Regions from separate parts of the Mus musculus genome. Here region 1 is linked to region 2. Evidence: chromatin contacts called from public Micro-C data. All regions are on one chromosome and are shown on one strand. Each heading gives the region's core, a stretch centred on a gene start, on an enhancer-like site or on the middle of the called end of the contact. The rest is flanking DNA. Distances are from core to core; before and after follow the strand shown. Region 1 has its middle 21 kb from the start of Gm35333. Region 2 has its middle 69 kb from the start of Gm35333.

What was found. Hi-C and Micro-C count contacts between places; a contact is called where the count stands out from the background.
Region 1: a Micro-C map of muscle stem cells shows a contact between it and region 2, with 2.4 times the contacts expected there. The contact joins two enhancer-like sites. A contact is called at or near these places in 16 of 484 Hi-C or Micro-C datasets (3T3-L1-derived adipocytes, the AML12 cell line, the C2C12 cell line and 11 more) and 2 of 115 datasets of contacts at active chromatin or transcription factors (the NIH/3T3 cell line and fibro-adipogenic progenitors).

The regions. Positions count from the first base shown.
Region 1 is chr13:60,451,769-60,459,248 of GRCm38.p6, forward strand. No RefSeq gene overlaps it. Among named protein-coding and RNA genes, the nearest start is that of Gm35333, 21 kb to the left of the region's middle. Within about 2 kb of position 3,628, at least 113 of the 459 cell types and tissues checked have an H3K27ac peak or open chromatin away from gene starts, as enhancers often do. A contact at or near this core is called in the NIH/3T3 cell line, embryonic fibroblasts, muscle stem cells and 1 more, where this site is marked.
Region 2 is chr13:60,362,237-60,369,647 of GRCm38.p6, forward strand. No RefSeq gene overlaps it. Among named protein-coding and RNA genes, the nearest start is that of Gm35333, 69 kb to the right of the region's middle. Within about 2 kb of position 2,940, at least 70 of the 459 cell types and tissues checked have an H3K27ac peak or open chromatin away from gene starts, as enhancers often do. A contact at or near this core is called in the NIH/3T3 cell line, embryonic fibroblasts, muscle stem cells and 1 more, where this site is marked.

The DNA.
Region 1 (7,480 bases), core at 2,378-4,877, 90 kb after region 2:
TCAGCCTCTCGGGGACTCTGCTGCACAGGCTGGAAAGGAACCACCAGTTTCTTATGTCAGCGTTGCTCAAACAGAACTCTGCTCAAACACAGGGCACATGACCTATATGTCTCTGCCAAGCTCCAGTAGATTTCACGACGCCCATCTCCAACCTTGACATTAATTTACCATCAATTGAAGAACCTCGTCTTCGCTTAACGAACTACTTGGGCTTTGTTTTCAACTGTCCGTCATGTTGTAAGTATATTGTTTCTCCTCATGTTCCTCTTAGCAGAAGCAGACAACCTCTGATAATAATAATAACAACAGAAGCAACAACAATAACAACAACAATAATAATTGGTGTTGTATGTATACTAGGCAGCAACTTAGGAGCCACTGGTCCAAGATCTTAAACACCAAGTTACCTAACTCAAATGTAACAACCTTCCCACAATGTATCCATTGCTACCTCAAAATTAACCCAGTAGTTGCTGCGGGGGAGCCTGCTTGGAACATGCTCCACAACTTATGCTTCCTAACTCACGATATTCACTCCACAATCATGAGGTCCTTTTTAAAGGATTCTTGTGTCTTATGTTACTTTTATTTTGTGTATATGAGTGTTTTTCTGCACATATGTATGTGCACTGTGTATGTGTGCCTGGTACCCATGACGTCCAGAAGAGGACATCAGATCATCTGAAGCTAGAGTTTCAGAGATTAAGAGTCACCACGTGGGTACTAGAAACCAAACCCTGGTCCTCTGCCCAAGCAGCCAGTGCTCTAGACTCCTGAACCATCACTCTGTCTCCTCACAGTACCATTTTATTAATTAAGATATTTGAGGAAATTAGCAACATGTTCCTCAAATGCATATGAGGTAACAGATTCTGAATAATTAAAACTGTTACCAAAAAACAAACAAACAAACAAACAAACAAAAAACACAGATCATAAATCAGAGGGATCACAGATCTAAATTTCAAAACTTTCTATTCAGCTACAGTAATCAAGACTGGGTGGTAGCTGGGTGGTTATGAGGACTGACTGTTCTCATAGAGGATTAGGACTGTATTCTCTGCACACACACATGGTAGCTAAGAACCATCTATAATTCTAGTTCCAGATGATCCATCGTCCTCTTCTGGCCTCTGAAGAGGACCTCTTCTGGTACTGCACCCACATGGTGCCTAAACATACATGAAGGCAAAACACTCCCACCCATACAATTGAAATGAATAAATACTTTTTTAAATAAAAGGGGACCGTGACATGAAGGCAGATACACTGGCAGATTGAATGGACCAAGGGTCTGTGCATAAACAAAGTCTCCAGGACCAAGCATGTAGAAGAACAGTCTCCCAGCAGAGAGCAGGGGAAACACACATTCCAAATATTCAAGTACTCGCTTCAACAAAACTTATCTGAAAATAAATCTAAGACCCAAAATAAAACTGCAAAACCAGCCTGGCATGGTGGCACATATCTTTGAGAAGCAGAGGCAGGCAGATCTCTGTGAGTTCCAGGCCTGTCTGGTCTACAAAGCAAGTTCCAGGGTAGACAGGGCTATACAGAGAAATCCTGTCTCAAAAATAAAACAAAACAACAACAACAACAAAACAAAAACAAAAAAAACCACAACCCCCCAAACAAATAAACAACCCCCCAAAACAAACAAACAAACAAAAAAACCCAGAAAACAAAAACAAGAACAATAGCAAAAGACTACAAAACAATTACAGCATCAGATTCTTTGATTTGATACCGAAAGCACAAGCGACAGATAAATTAGACTTTATTGATAGGAAAAATCTTTGTGTTTTAAAGGATTCCACTGAGAACCCACATGACAAGAGAGACTATTTGCAAATAAAGGACTTATTTCTGGAATAGATAAGGAGCTTACGTGACCCAACAATATAAACAACTCAACAATGTACAGACAAATTGCCAAGGGTGGGGGGTGTCATTGTATATATGCTCATTTGCTTGTTAGTTTAGACAGTCTTACTGTGTAGCTTGTGTTGGCTTGGAACTCACTATGTAGACCAGGCTGGCCTTGAACTTACAGAGATCCATTTGCTTCTGCCTCCTGAGTGCTGGGATTGTAGGTAAGAGCTGCCACACCTGATATACCAGTTTTAAATGAGTAAAGGAGTTGAGGGAATATTTTTCAGAAGAAGACATGCTGATGGCCTGTGAGCCCATAGAACCATGCTCCACACGGCCAGGCATAGAGAGAAATGCAAACCAAACCACAGAGGCCACCGAAAGCTCACTCAACAGCAAAGATAAGACAAACAAGGGCCTGTGAGCATGGTGGCCAGAGATTAGAATCCTCGTTCTCCATCTTCAGGGACTTTAACATTCGTGCAACAATTTTGGAAAACAATCAGAAAATTATTCAAAATTACCACAGGGCCGAGCAATGCCACTCCTTGGGGTGTGTTAAACACGTGTTCACACAAGCACTTGTACAAATCCCCAAATATCCAGCAGCTACTCAATGAGTAAGTGGGCTGGACCATACAGTTGAATATGACTCAGCAAAAGGAATAAAGGGCTGAGTCATACAACAGAGATCTGACCACAGATGGCCACACATCATACACGAGAGAGTCTATAAGAACTGGCTGTGGGAGCAGATTAGTAGTGGACAGGGGCTGAAAACGGACAGTCTTAAAGGGTTTCTTTTACGGTGATGAAATATTCAGAATTGAACAGCAGTGATGGCTGCCCAACCTTGTGACCAGATCACAAAGACTGAACTGTTCGTTTTTACCAGGCCAATGTTACTGTGTAAGATCAATCTCCGTGGAAATGTTGCTGTACCCGGTCCTGCTCTTCGGTTGGATTCTACGAAACTGCCTTTCCCCAACTTTTCCGACCTTCCCATCTACCCCAGGCAGTGAACCTGGAAGCCAAACAAGTTATTAATTTTATAAAGTTGAAGTAAGCTGTGTTGCCGAGGGCTGAAGGAAACACAGCTTAAGCCCTGAGCAGAACATATATATCATGAATTAAAGCTAGAAAGGGCATGTAAACGGCACCAGTCATGATGAAAGACCTCGGCTTCTCAGAGGTGTTTTCAGAGCAGACATGTTCCCTGGGTGAGGAAAACAGACCTGTTTTAAATGCAGAGAATTTAATCGTTTTGAGCAGAGCTGGCTCCCTATGTTCTTGCCTTCTTAGTTTGCAATGGTCTCTCCATCCGGATTCCCACCTGAATCAGCTAGGATTGTGTGAGTGCTAGATGACAGAGGGGAGCTGAAAATGCTGGAACCCTTCCTGATGCAGACAAAGGCTGCCAGCCCGGCAGCATCATAGGCCTGTGGACAGCAGAGAAGACCCTGGACCTGCCCTAATTCCTGGATTCCTCGGTTACCAGCTGTCCTCCTTCTGGCTCCCCACTGAGGACAGCACCCCAGCCTAGCGGTTGGTCTGAGAGCCGAACTGCCCCTGGCATGTTGTTACAGTCACAAATATAGACAAGCAAGGCAACTTAAGCAGGCGATAAGAGACAAGAAGAATTAAGGAGACACATGAGCCTTCTGCTCAGCTCTTCAAGGCTATCTCACAGCTGAGGGCTTGCAAATACTCCCCTGCCTTCCCGGAACATTCTTGGCTCGGGAAGCATAGTTCAGATTCCTCCAACAGGTTGCCCTGGAGCCACTTCCCCTTAAAGGAGCCGTTCTCACGAGCAGCCACGAGGCAGCTGCAAAGGCACAGGGGCCAGTGAGCACGGAAGACTTCTCCTTTGTTCTTCTCCTCACGTTGCCACGTGTTCACTAACCCTATTAGCTTCAAGAATTACCAACCAAAGGGTTTTGAGAAATAAAAGAGACCGTAAGAGCCCCGAACCCCAGCCCAGCTTCCAGACAGCCCCAACTTCCATTTCTCTGGGGAAACACATCTCGTCCTACTGAGGCATCTCTGTAGTCTGACAAAATCTGAGCCTTTTAAAATGCAGATATTTTATTGTCCACAAAAAAGGTCATTCAGTAAACTAAAGCCAGAGAAAGGAAATGGGGAGGAAAAAGCGTGAGGCTTAATGAAAATTAAAGAGATGAAAAAAAAAAAAAATCCCTCCCAAAGCTACTTTGCTGGATTGTATGCAAATAATCGGAAACACATTTTGCGGACTCAGCCACCCTTGAACTGCACTTAGTGTCCTAAGTTAATAGAAAGATGCTCAGCAAACGTTAAACTGAAAACAGCAAACATGTCTGGGGTTCTTCCAGACCTCAAAACGGCTTTAAAAAAAAAAGCTTAAGATTTCATTCTTCCAAAAATATCTAGATGCCTTAGGATAATTTCCCCTGCCAGTGGTGACTAAACCAGGAGGCATCGGCAGCTCTCCGCATAGTTCAATCTGGATTCAGTTACTGGGAAACTTCCCACCCAGCCATATTTAAGGCAGGCACTTGCCTACCAGTTCAATGGATCTCTTTTTTTTTTTTTTTTTTTTTTTTTTAAGAAATGTTCTATGAAGTGGTACTAAATATAAGTCCATTCAAAAGGTCGCTAAGTGCCTCTTCTAGGAAAGAGGAGAAAATGACGTTGGAATTAGAAGAAAAAGGGGGGGAAAAAAACCTTCTGTCAGTATTGGACTCCCCCACAGTCTTTGTGAATTCCTCTGGACTCCACCCTGACCGGTTTATGCCTGAACACACAACTCACCTGTCAGCTGCTGCAGCGCCTCCTGCTACAGTGAACTATTTCATACATGGTGAATATATTGTGGAGAACTTGAAGGTAAAACCAATGAATTCTTAAAGTGGCAGGTGGTTCATCCTGGTGTGCTCACATCAGATGTAGTAAAGTGCCAATCATTCCAACAGGGTTCAACGCTACACACCAGCATCTTGGTATCCAGGCTCCATGTGCTGTGTTATTTTGTTTGATGCCTTAAGGGTCTACACAGATTAGCTAAACCAAATCACTGGCCCCTTCCCAAGGCCAGAAATGAATGTGTGCTATGTTTCCCTTTCCTTTTACTGCACAGAGAATGACAAAAGCCTGGGGAAGACAAGGCAGGACAGATAAGTAGTTCTGTCAACTACTTGTAAACGTTCCTCCTAAGTCAGGAGTGCTCCTAGGGGTAGCATCTGGGCACTGATAACCTTGAATCCAGACCTTTAAATGGACTCTGCTATGAAGGCACTGGTGAGGTTTTTCATGACTTCAAGTTTGGTCTACATCAGCCAATAATTGAGAACCCTGCCTGGTTGTCAAATGTTGCCTGTAGCTCCTCTTTGGACGGCAGTCCAAAGCAGATCTGGAGTCAGCCAAGAATAGTGAATTTAATGAAAGGGCACTAAAACACTCTAACAGCCAACCTAACCTTTGACCCTCAGATCCCACCCCATCCCTGATGTTTCAATACATCACAGCTATAGCAAACTATAAAGGACAGGCTTGCATTCACTTTGGTGAGTGTTGGTGGTTCTGGCTAGCAGCACATTTTATTACAGTTTCACACTAACCACAAGGGGGCGGGGGTGGGTGGGAAACACTTGAAAATGACAGAGATAGACATCTACCAAGGAGTCTGACATCCACCCTCAGAGATGAGTATGCCTAGTTTTTATCTTTAATATAAAAACTGGCAGGGAGATGACCGTTCCTAGACATTCATCTTTAATATAAAAACTGGCAGGGCAGTTTCATTGGCTGGGTTCCAACAGCAAAGCTATCTCCAGGTCACCCTCCGGAAGCTGGGGCTAAAGCCCGAGACCATATCTGCCAGCACTGAGACCCGATCTTGCTTGCCTTGAATCAGTGCTGAGGCGCGTGAGCACACACCCATGCAGCTGGTCTACTGGGGTTTCGGGAACACAAAGCAACTTGCATATGATTGCCGAAGTACCGAGGAGACTGAATCTTCCAAAGTCCGCAGTCAATGAATCTACCTCACTTGCTTTTCTATGCTGTGCCTCTGACAGTGCTACCATGAGGAGATGGGAGTCTTCCCACATCCCTTTTAATATAAAAAGGCTTGAAAGTTATGCGTAATCCACTGAAGGTAGGGAGGTTGTGCTGTATGGCTTTACAGGCTGGATCATGGCAAGGTGACTTCACCAGCTAGGACATAGAAGGCTGGAGCCACCATGCGAGAAGCCTGACAACTTGCATACACTCCAGCCTACAAACCTAGTATCTTAACTATGCCTCACATACCACACCAGTGAGTGAAGGAGTTTCTCAGTGCAAAAATAAACTGTCCTCGCAGCATCCTTGCTTAATCCGTGGCCCATGGGGACCACAAGCATCCCATGATGGTTAAACTTAGCTCTTGAGTGCTAGTGTGGGGTGGTACATAGCGGTAAAGACCAGAAGACAGCAGCAAGTGGCATAGTGGCTAAAGGCATATGCCCCCAAACCTGACTGCTGAGTTTGATCCCCAGAGCCCATGTGGTGGACATAACTATTCTCTAGGAGTTGTCCTCTCATCTATACATATGCACCGTGCATGTACCCACACGTGCACCAAAGTGAGTGTAATTTAAAAGTTAAATAACTGAATAAATAAAAGCAATTCTAAGAGTAACAATAAAGTAACTATTAATTCCTGTGACTGAACGCTCTGAAACTCAAACGTTGTTATACTCAGCTGATCTCACCCTAACTGGTGGTCCTTGCTTTCAGATGCCCTGAGTTTCTACCTGTCCCCACACCTTTGCGACTTTATGACTTTATTTTGTTGTTGTTGTTGTTGTTGTTGTTGTTGTTGTTCCAGCTGAAAGGCTTCCTTTCCCACCTAGAGAATGTCCACAAAGTCTTGTGCTCAGTGAAAGGCCGTCTGATCGTCCCCACACTGCTGTGGCTGCTCCCTCAGAGTATCTGCACATTACCATGGGACTCCCAGCCCTATGGGAATCCCGTGCCACCCTTCTCCCTCAGGAGAGCTAAGCTTCTGGTGGTCAGAGTGTGTGTGCTTCAGCTTCTTCAAGGCCTGGTCTAGAAGCCTGCGGGAGGGCACTGGATTCCCTCAGGTGTAGGAGCGCAATACCTTCCTTTGCTGTGCACTTCAGGCACCTGCCTGCCTCCCCTGGATATTGGTTTCTACACCCTGCACACACTATAGGTGCACTGCAGGTTGCAGCCAAGAGAAACGGTTCTTCCTGGTCATTGCTTCCCCACATCACAAACAAGGTTACCAAGGTCATAAGGCTAACAAGCAACAGGGCTAGGGTAAAAACACGCAATACCCCCATAAACCTGCACTCTTTCTGTGGCACGAGATGCCCCACTGATAACTAATCATCTCACACACATGTACCCACCTGTGTATAGTTTTTGTCAGTCAACATGGGTTGGGTTGGGTTGATTATGGAAACAAACAACTCCCAGATCTTTGTGACGAAATGGCTCCTAGAAGTGAGAGCCACTCTGCAGGGCAGCATCCTCTGGGAGGGCTCAGATAGCAAGCAGCTGCTTTGCAGTAACATACATTCCTACAGCTGCCAAAGTAGGGACAGGAGACTGGGCACTTGTC
Region 2 (7,411 bases), core at 1,690-4,189:
AAAGAAAAAAAAAAGCTAAAAGCAGAGCTAGCACTTGAAGGGTCAAAAGGGTCAAAGGCAGTGTACACAAGGCATCTTTAGACCCTGGTTCTGCCAGCACTTTCCCTACCAGTCACCTTGGCACCTGTGTTCTGCCACTCAGTGGAAAAACCTGGGAGGTCCTGCTAGAAACTGACTTTCTCTTCTGATTCTTTATCTTGTATTTTCTTCATTGTTTTCATTGAAAAGATACTTATCTTTAAATGTTAAAAGTATACAAGTTGCTTTGTTAAACTAAATTTGAACAGGATTATTTAGATCAATGTTACACTCACAGTTACAGTGTGGTTTAGAGGATAAGGACAGAAAACATGTTCAGAACAGTTCAAAGCCAGTTTTCCATCAGGTGTGTTTGACCCTGGGTTGGTAGCGGTCTGGGAGTGAAACCCACACACATGGAAAGCAGGATGTGCATCTCTGGTCCACTCTCATCCTTAGCCATGGGGCTAGCCATAGAGCAGGTCAGCCTCAAACCATAAAAACAGCTGTCAGAATCATCTCAAGGTGGCTGGGTCTATCCCCACGGTGTGTGTGTGTGTGTGTGTGTGTGTTCTGTAGCTAATACCATAATGAAGCTTGTGGTAAGCAGTATAGACCATAAAAATAAACAGAGCAAAGTCTGGCTGGGCACTCCCACAGTTCTCCAATCCGCTCTCCCTGCGAGGGCTACCACTGAGAAACAGTCACTCTTGGCTGACTCTCATTATCCATTGGCTACCTTGGCAGATAAGTTCACACACGACACTGAGAGAAATGCATTTATATTTTTATTCATAACTAAAGATAATCTGTTCTAATTCCATGCCGCTCAGCTGGTGGGAAATCCAATTTCAGTAAACACAGTGGGTCCCTCTGATAATCTACTGTGTCTGATTTTAGAAGTCCGTGTCTTCCAGGACATTCTAGGCATGCTGACCTACCTTTCAGTTTCTTGACCCAAGTCTCTCTGTGTCTTGAAGTCTATCAAGCTTCAGGGACCAGAGTGGGTACAAGGATACAGGTACCACTTTCCTTAGAAGCCAGCCCCAATTGAATGTTGTCCTTTATGAGACTTGCCTTGGTCATAGTGTCTGTTCCCAGCAGTGAAACCCTAACTAAGACGCTGTGTGAGGTTTTTTTTCTTCGGAATAAGCCCTTTTCTTTTGAAAATTAAAATGTCTTCTCTCTCTCTCTCTCTCCTCGCTCCTCGCCACACTTAAGTCACCCTAGGCTCCTTCACTGAACCTGTGGCTGCCTGATGGGTAGCATCCTTGAGTCTGCACTTCACATCTCTCTTGATGTCCATGTCGTGTGAATGCCGAGTTGGGAACTGGCACCTCCACCGCTGGATCAGTAAATGACCCCCTCAGCAGAAACCAGAAGCAAACTTGTCTTTCTCATTTCTCCCTTCAGGACCCTATCATAGATGTCTACACCATGGCATGATACTAGAAGCCTCCGACTAACCTGGGGACAGAAGGCCCCCTAGGAGCCCTGCCTATCCATGATGATGTATCTTTCCTAATGAAGCTCCTCTTTGGACTCAGAGCCTCGCTCTCCCACATTAAGTGAGGATGTCGTCAACATCTTACTAACGCCCATCCAAGGGCATAGTTATAGCAGCTTCCCGTCTCCAAACCTGGAAAATCTCTATACTTAACACATGTAAGGGAACTCAGTACCAAAGCAGGGCTGCATAGCTAGAAGAGATTAAGATTATTTCTATAAAACTACAGAAAAAGTGGCCTTGGTAATAACAGATCAAGAGGAAGAAATGCTGCTTAGACCATAGATAGCCTCCAGCTCTGGTCATAGCTGGAGTAGTGCTATCCTGTGTGGGCAAGGAAGGCGTCTCTAAGAAGCAAACTATATATAAATGTGTATACACACACACACACACACACCAGCCCAGATTGCTCAGTCAATTCATGAAGGAATTTTTTCTGTAGATTTGTCCATGTTAATATGGAGTGTGTGTGTGTGTGTGTGTGTGTGTGTGTGTCTGTCTGTCTGTCTGTGTGTGTGTGTGGCAGAGTGTTGGGTGGGTTGTGCTAGGTCGTTGAGAATTGTGAACTATTTGCTGCTGCAGTATTCCTTGGCCTACACTGATTAATACATATGCTTGCTTACAAACTCAGAAACATACGTGCACATATTAGGTAGGTAATGTGCATGTGTGTGCATGCACGCATGCATGTGTGTGTTTGTGTGCATGTGTGTGTTTGTGTGCATGTGAGTGTTTGTGTGTGTGTACACATGCATGCATATGTGTGTTTGGAGGGGTGACTGCATGTCTGTGCACATGTGCTGAGTGGGTGGTGGGATGAGAGCTGATACAAATGAGGATCTGATTTAAGTAAGATGCAGGTTCTTTAAATGTTTAATTGTAGCCAGTTTGAGACTTTTAGGTGTAAATTGTATCAGTGAGTATATAAATGTATATAAACACATAAACTCTATAAAATAAGTGTCCGGATGCAAAAAATCAAATGTATTTATATGTGTTTGTTCCTCTCTGATATAAAAATAAATTATTGCCATTTAGAATTGTCTTCTGTGATCCACCAATAATATGAAAAAACAAACAAACAAACAAACAAACAAACAAAAACTTAGTCAATTCAAGACCCGAGGGAAGCTGCCTGGGACACGCTCCAGGTACTGCTCAGCCATGGCAGTGTGCACTTGGCTTCCAAATCAGCGGCATGGCCAGGGCAGGGCTAGCCTTAGTTTTATTTTTCCCGAGTTTTCTTGATTGCAGTCTGCTCCTTTATGTCCTTCCAACGCAGAGCGATTTTTAAAGGAGAATTTAATTTACTATGAGTCTGAAATCCTTTGGAATGCTAGAAGCCAGCGGTACTGTAGCAGCTGTAATGAGAAACACACATTCCATGTGCCAATTTGTGGTCAGAGCCAGCATTCCAGCCCTACTCTCCCGTGGCCGCTAGCTCTCCATTACACCCCTTTTCTCAGCCCTTCTCCACACTGGTTAAAGACGTCAGGGGCTGCAGCTCATGCAGCGTGCTAAACAGTCCAGCCCACAGAGCAGTTTCAAATGCAAAAGCTTTCAACTCAGAAGGCACACCATCATCACTACCCCCAATTCAACTCCCCCATCACTACCCCACATCACACCTCCCATCACCCCCAATTCCAACCCCATGACCACTTCTCCCAGCCTCACCACCACCTCAACCTCACCACTATATTCCCAAACCTGACCCCACCTCCTCCAGCTTGGCTATCTCAACTCCACCCTCCTCCCCTGACCCACTCCCAGTCCCACTGTTATTCCCACCAGCAGTCAATGCAAAGAAAGTTCCGTGGATTTTTCTATGACTGCCTCATAATACAGATATGCATTTATTTTAAAACATCACACATATGCATGTAGATAAATCCCAGACATCGTATTCAAGACAGAGAGCAAGCATCTCCCAGAAGAGATCTCGTGTTCTGCACTGAAGCCGACTTAGTCCCATGCTTTATCACCAGCCTGGAGCTTCCTGTAACAAAAGCAATCATTTGTGAATCTACGGAAAACTCGGGTTTCACACTGGACTCTGCATTGAATACCAATATGGAGACTTGCTGGGTATAAGCATATTTTATCTATATATCCTTGTTTTGAAATTATATGGAGTTTTGGTTTAAAAGGAAAGCACACACTGGAGTGGTCAGGCTTTGTGGGGAAAGTAGCATTTGGAATGAAATTTAATTTAACTATAAAAGCAAAATCCAAGTCTAACCCTTAGATCCTCCAACTACACAAGGCATTGCCCCTCCTCGTGTGATAACAGAATTTCCTGGTCACTATTAACTCTTTCCAAAAGACTCTATCCTTAGAATGCCTAACTGTATTGTGTTTGGAGTTATTTAAATATTAATCAGGATAATTCCAAGGTGTAACAAAACTGATGTGCAAGGCTAAGTTAAATATTATTCATGTCTATTTGCTGATCAGACACTATGTTCCCACAGCTGTAATCAGTAATGTTCAGGTGAAGAGATATGTACTGGGAAGAAGGACAAAACCATGGGAGAAAATTCTGCTCAAGGGACCGGAGTAGGCAGTAGCTTGATTTGATCCCAAAGCAGCCCTGACATGAGAAAGTAGTTTATTTAGGAATCCATCCCAGGAAGAACCAAAAGAGGAAAGAACAGTAGCCCCAGAAAAAAGGAGAGGGGGAGGAAGAAGGGGAGGGGGAGGGGGAGGGGGAGGGGGAGAGAGAGTCAGCACAGGCCCACTCATTAACTAAACACACAGCTGAGGGTCCTCCCTGGGAGGAAGCTGAGGAGAGGCTGTGAGGACATTCCACTAGAGGGGTGAGTTGCTGGCATTTCTAACCACCATGGCTGTTGGCTGAGAGACATTCCTACATTTTAGTTCCCCAGGATTTAAGGTCTACTTGTGCCCATGAACTAAGAAATCCTTCAGAAAAGTCCCATAGGCATCCTGCAGTGAGGGCAGTAGCCATGAGGGGAGGGGGTCGGAGGCAACCACAGCTCCCTGAAAAAGGCTCACCCCAGTGCAACTTTGTCTGAATTTACTGCTTGTGAGACCAGACCTTCAGAAAGCTCTGGCTGATTAATTCCTCCTTGGTTTCTGTTTTCCCAAAAGGGAACACCAAAGCCTTAAAAAGCAAAGGCATCTACTCTAATTTAATTACTATCAATTATGTTTTGTTCTCTTGCTGTGAAACTGGGGGTAGAGAAGGGATTTCTGCATCCATCCTACAGTCTGGCTCCCCGCATCCTCCGTGTGCCAGGACTAAGGACAGGCAAGTCTATGTGCTTTGCCATGAAGGGACACAGGTTTCTTGGCAAACTCCTGGCAACTCATTTGTAAAGACGAAAGCTGACTAGCTCTACTGAGTTTGGAATCACCTAGGAGACACACCTCTTGCTCTGTCTATAAAGGTTTTTCAGAGAGGGAAAGCCACCCTGGATGTGCGTACCTTCATCCCATGGCTTCGGGTCCCAGACTGAACAAAAAATAGAAGTCAGCTGAGCACCAGCATTCATCTTTCTCTCTGTTTCCTGCCTGGGACCATCAGCCTCCCTCACGCCCCTGCATCCCCTGCTAGAGCAAGTCTCAAGCCACCCCCTTTCCTGCCACTCTCAAACTGTGAGTCAAACCAACACTGTCTTCCTTTGATAGTTTTCATTAGGAATGAAGTTTAGTATTAGCTGCCCATAACAAAGGGAAACTAATACAGATACCTTCTCAGAATAGAATCTCAGATATTGTTGTGGTTTTGAGCTCACCCGACAGTCAAAAGCATGTACTGAACCCAGATATTCACATGGAGTCTCCTTTTCCACCAGGCAGGTCCTGAAGGCTTTAATCTCCCATCTCCCTTCCTTTCCTCTACTTCTTCCCTGTCTTAGTTGCCATCTTTCTGGTTTCCTCCCAAAATTCTGGCTAGTTGAATAGTCCTTAAACTTATTTCTATGCTTAGGGAGCCTGCCTGAAGATGTCACTAGCTAGATTCTGTGAAGTTAAGTGAAAGGACTCTGGGCTGTGGTTGGGAGTTTTGGAGGTGACCCCAATTGTGCCAATGAGCCATTGTTTTCTGGACTGGCTCTCCCAACTGGAAGAAGCAGAGAGTATGGTCACAGGAAGTTCTAAGATGGGGTTGACTTTGCGGGAACTGGAGTCAAATTCAAACATTCTGTGGTTCAGCCATTTCAACGTCTACTTACACATTAGAGTGTGGTTCTATCTCTGGTCCAGCCTGGAGCCACTGTGACTTGCACAAGAAATCCACAGCAAGTTACCAATTATTGCCTTCATAAAAACCCAAAAGGGCATGCAGGAGCTGAATTCCGAAGGTGGTTTTTCTGCTCTCAAGGAATTGGAAAAAATTGTGTACATTGACAGTATTCCTACCAAGCATCTCCCTAATGCTAGAGAGTGCCACCCCAGGCCTCTGTCCCTTGAGGGACACAGACTCCAGCTCCTCTCATTTGAAACTGACCATGCCTTAATTATGATGCAGCAGTGCATGGGTTAAACCTGCAAAGCAGGTGAGCTCTTGCTGGGGCCACTCAAAATGGCTCTGAAGTATTCAAACATGTAAACTCTCTCTCTCTCTCTCTCTCTCTCTCTCTCTCTCTTTGCATGCACACTGTGTGTGTGTGTGTGTGTGTGTGTGCGCGCGCGTGTGTGAGATTTCCACTCTGTAGCCCATGCCATTTCAGCTCAGCTTGGAAGCTGAGTCAGTGAAATGCGGACGCTTCCAGCTGTTCCCAGCACATCTCACATTCTCAGGACTGTGAAAGCTCCCCAAAGCTCTTGTTCATGTGACTAATACCTGCCAATGCTGCGTTAGAATTAAATCTAAGAACTCTTTTTCATTTTACTGACATAACAGTAAACCTATGGCATCTTAACATTAAACTAGGCTTTCTTTGAATAATATGTAAATTTCCCAAAAACAGAACATTCGTTGATGAGGCTGGTATTGATCTTCATTTTTGCAAATTCTCTCTGTTTAGTGTCCCGTGCATTATAAAGCACTTGGTTTCTCATCTCTGGTTCTGTGTTCCCTCTAATAGGCTGCAGTCATCTCTTCCCAGGTGACGGAAAAGCGGGAACACAAGATGGACATGTGGTGAGAGGGAGCAATCGAAGGAGAACTCAATGGTGTTTCAAGGAACTGCTGTGAGAAAAGAGGATGGCAGAATGAGCCGGGCAGAGAGACCGCAGTTCCATGGCCTTTACCCTTCAGATTTACAGAGTTCAAGTTTGAAAGCTGGGTGGGAACTTAGCTGTCACATGAGAAATCTTTCACTCTTAGAAAAAAAAAATTGGACTTGATGACAGATGACAGGTTATTGGGTAAGCCCAGCCAACACCTGGAGGTGCAGACCAAGCACCGATGCTGAGTCCCAAGGAACAAGGAGGGAACCAGGGTTTCTCCACTCCTGCCACGCTCCAGAGACTCAAACTGTGGTTTAAGGATGATAAATAATTATGCTAATTAACAGGTTGGAGGAAAAATGTGATGTTATTCCCACGGAATGTTCTGGAAAGCTGGAAACACTTAGCTGCAAAAACTACATGTGGTGAAACGCACCATAATTTACTTAAGAAACCCACATCTTGTTTGCTGGCTCAAAGCAGGGGTTAATAGCCTTTTGAGAGCAGCCAGTGGTGGAAAGGGTCTCAGCATAGGCAGCCAAGCCTTCATGGCAGAAACACAGTTGGTCTTCTGGCACAAGCATTTGCCTTGGCATCTAACCAGGGTGAAACATACAAGAAATTGTTTAGTTTCCCTGCCTCTTTCTTCCGTTCCTAACATGGTTTGAAAATTCCTTACTCACGTTGTATACCCAGAGATGGGAAAGAGTTAATGGGATAGTCAGGTGGTGATTATGAAATAACCAT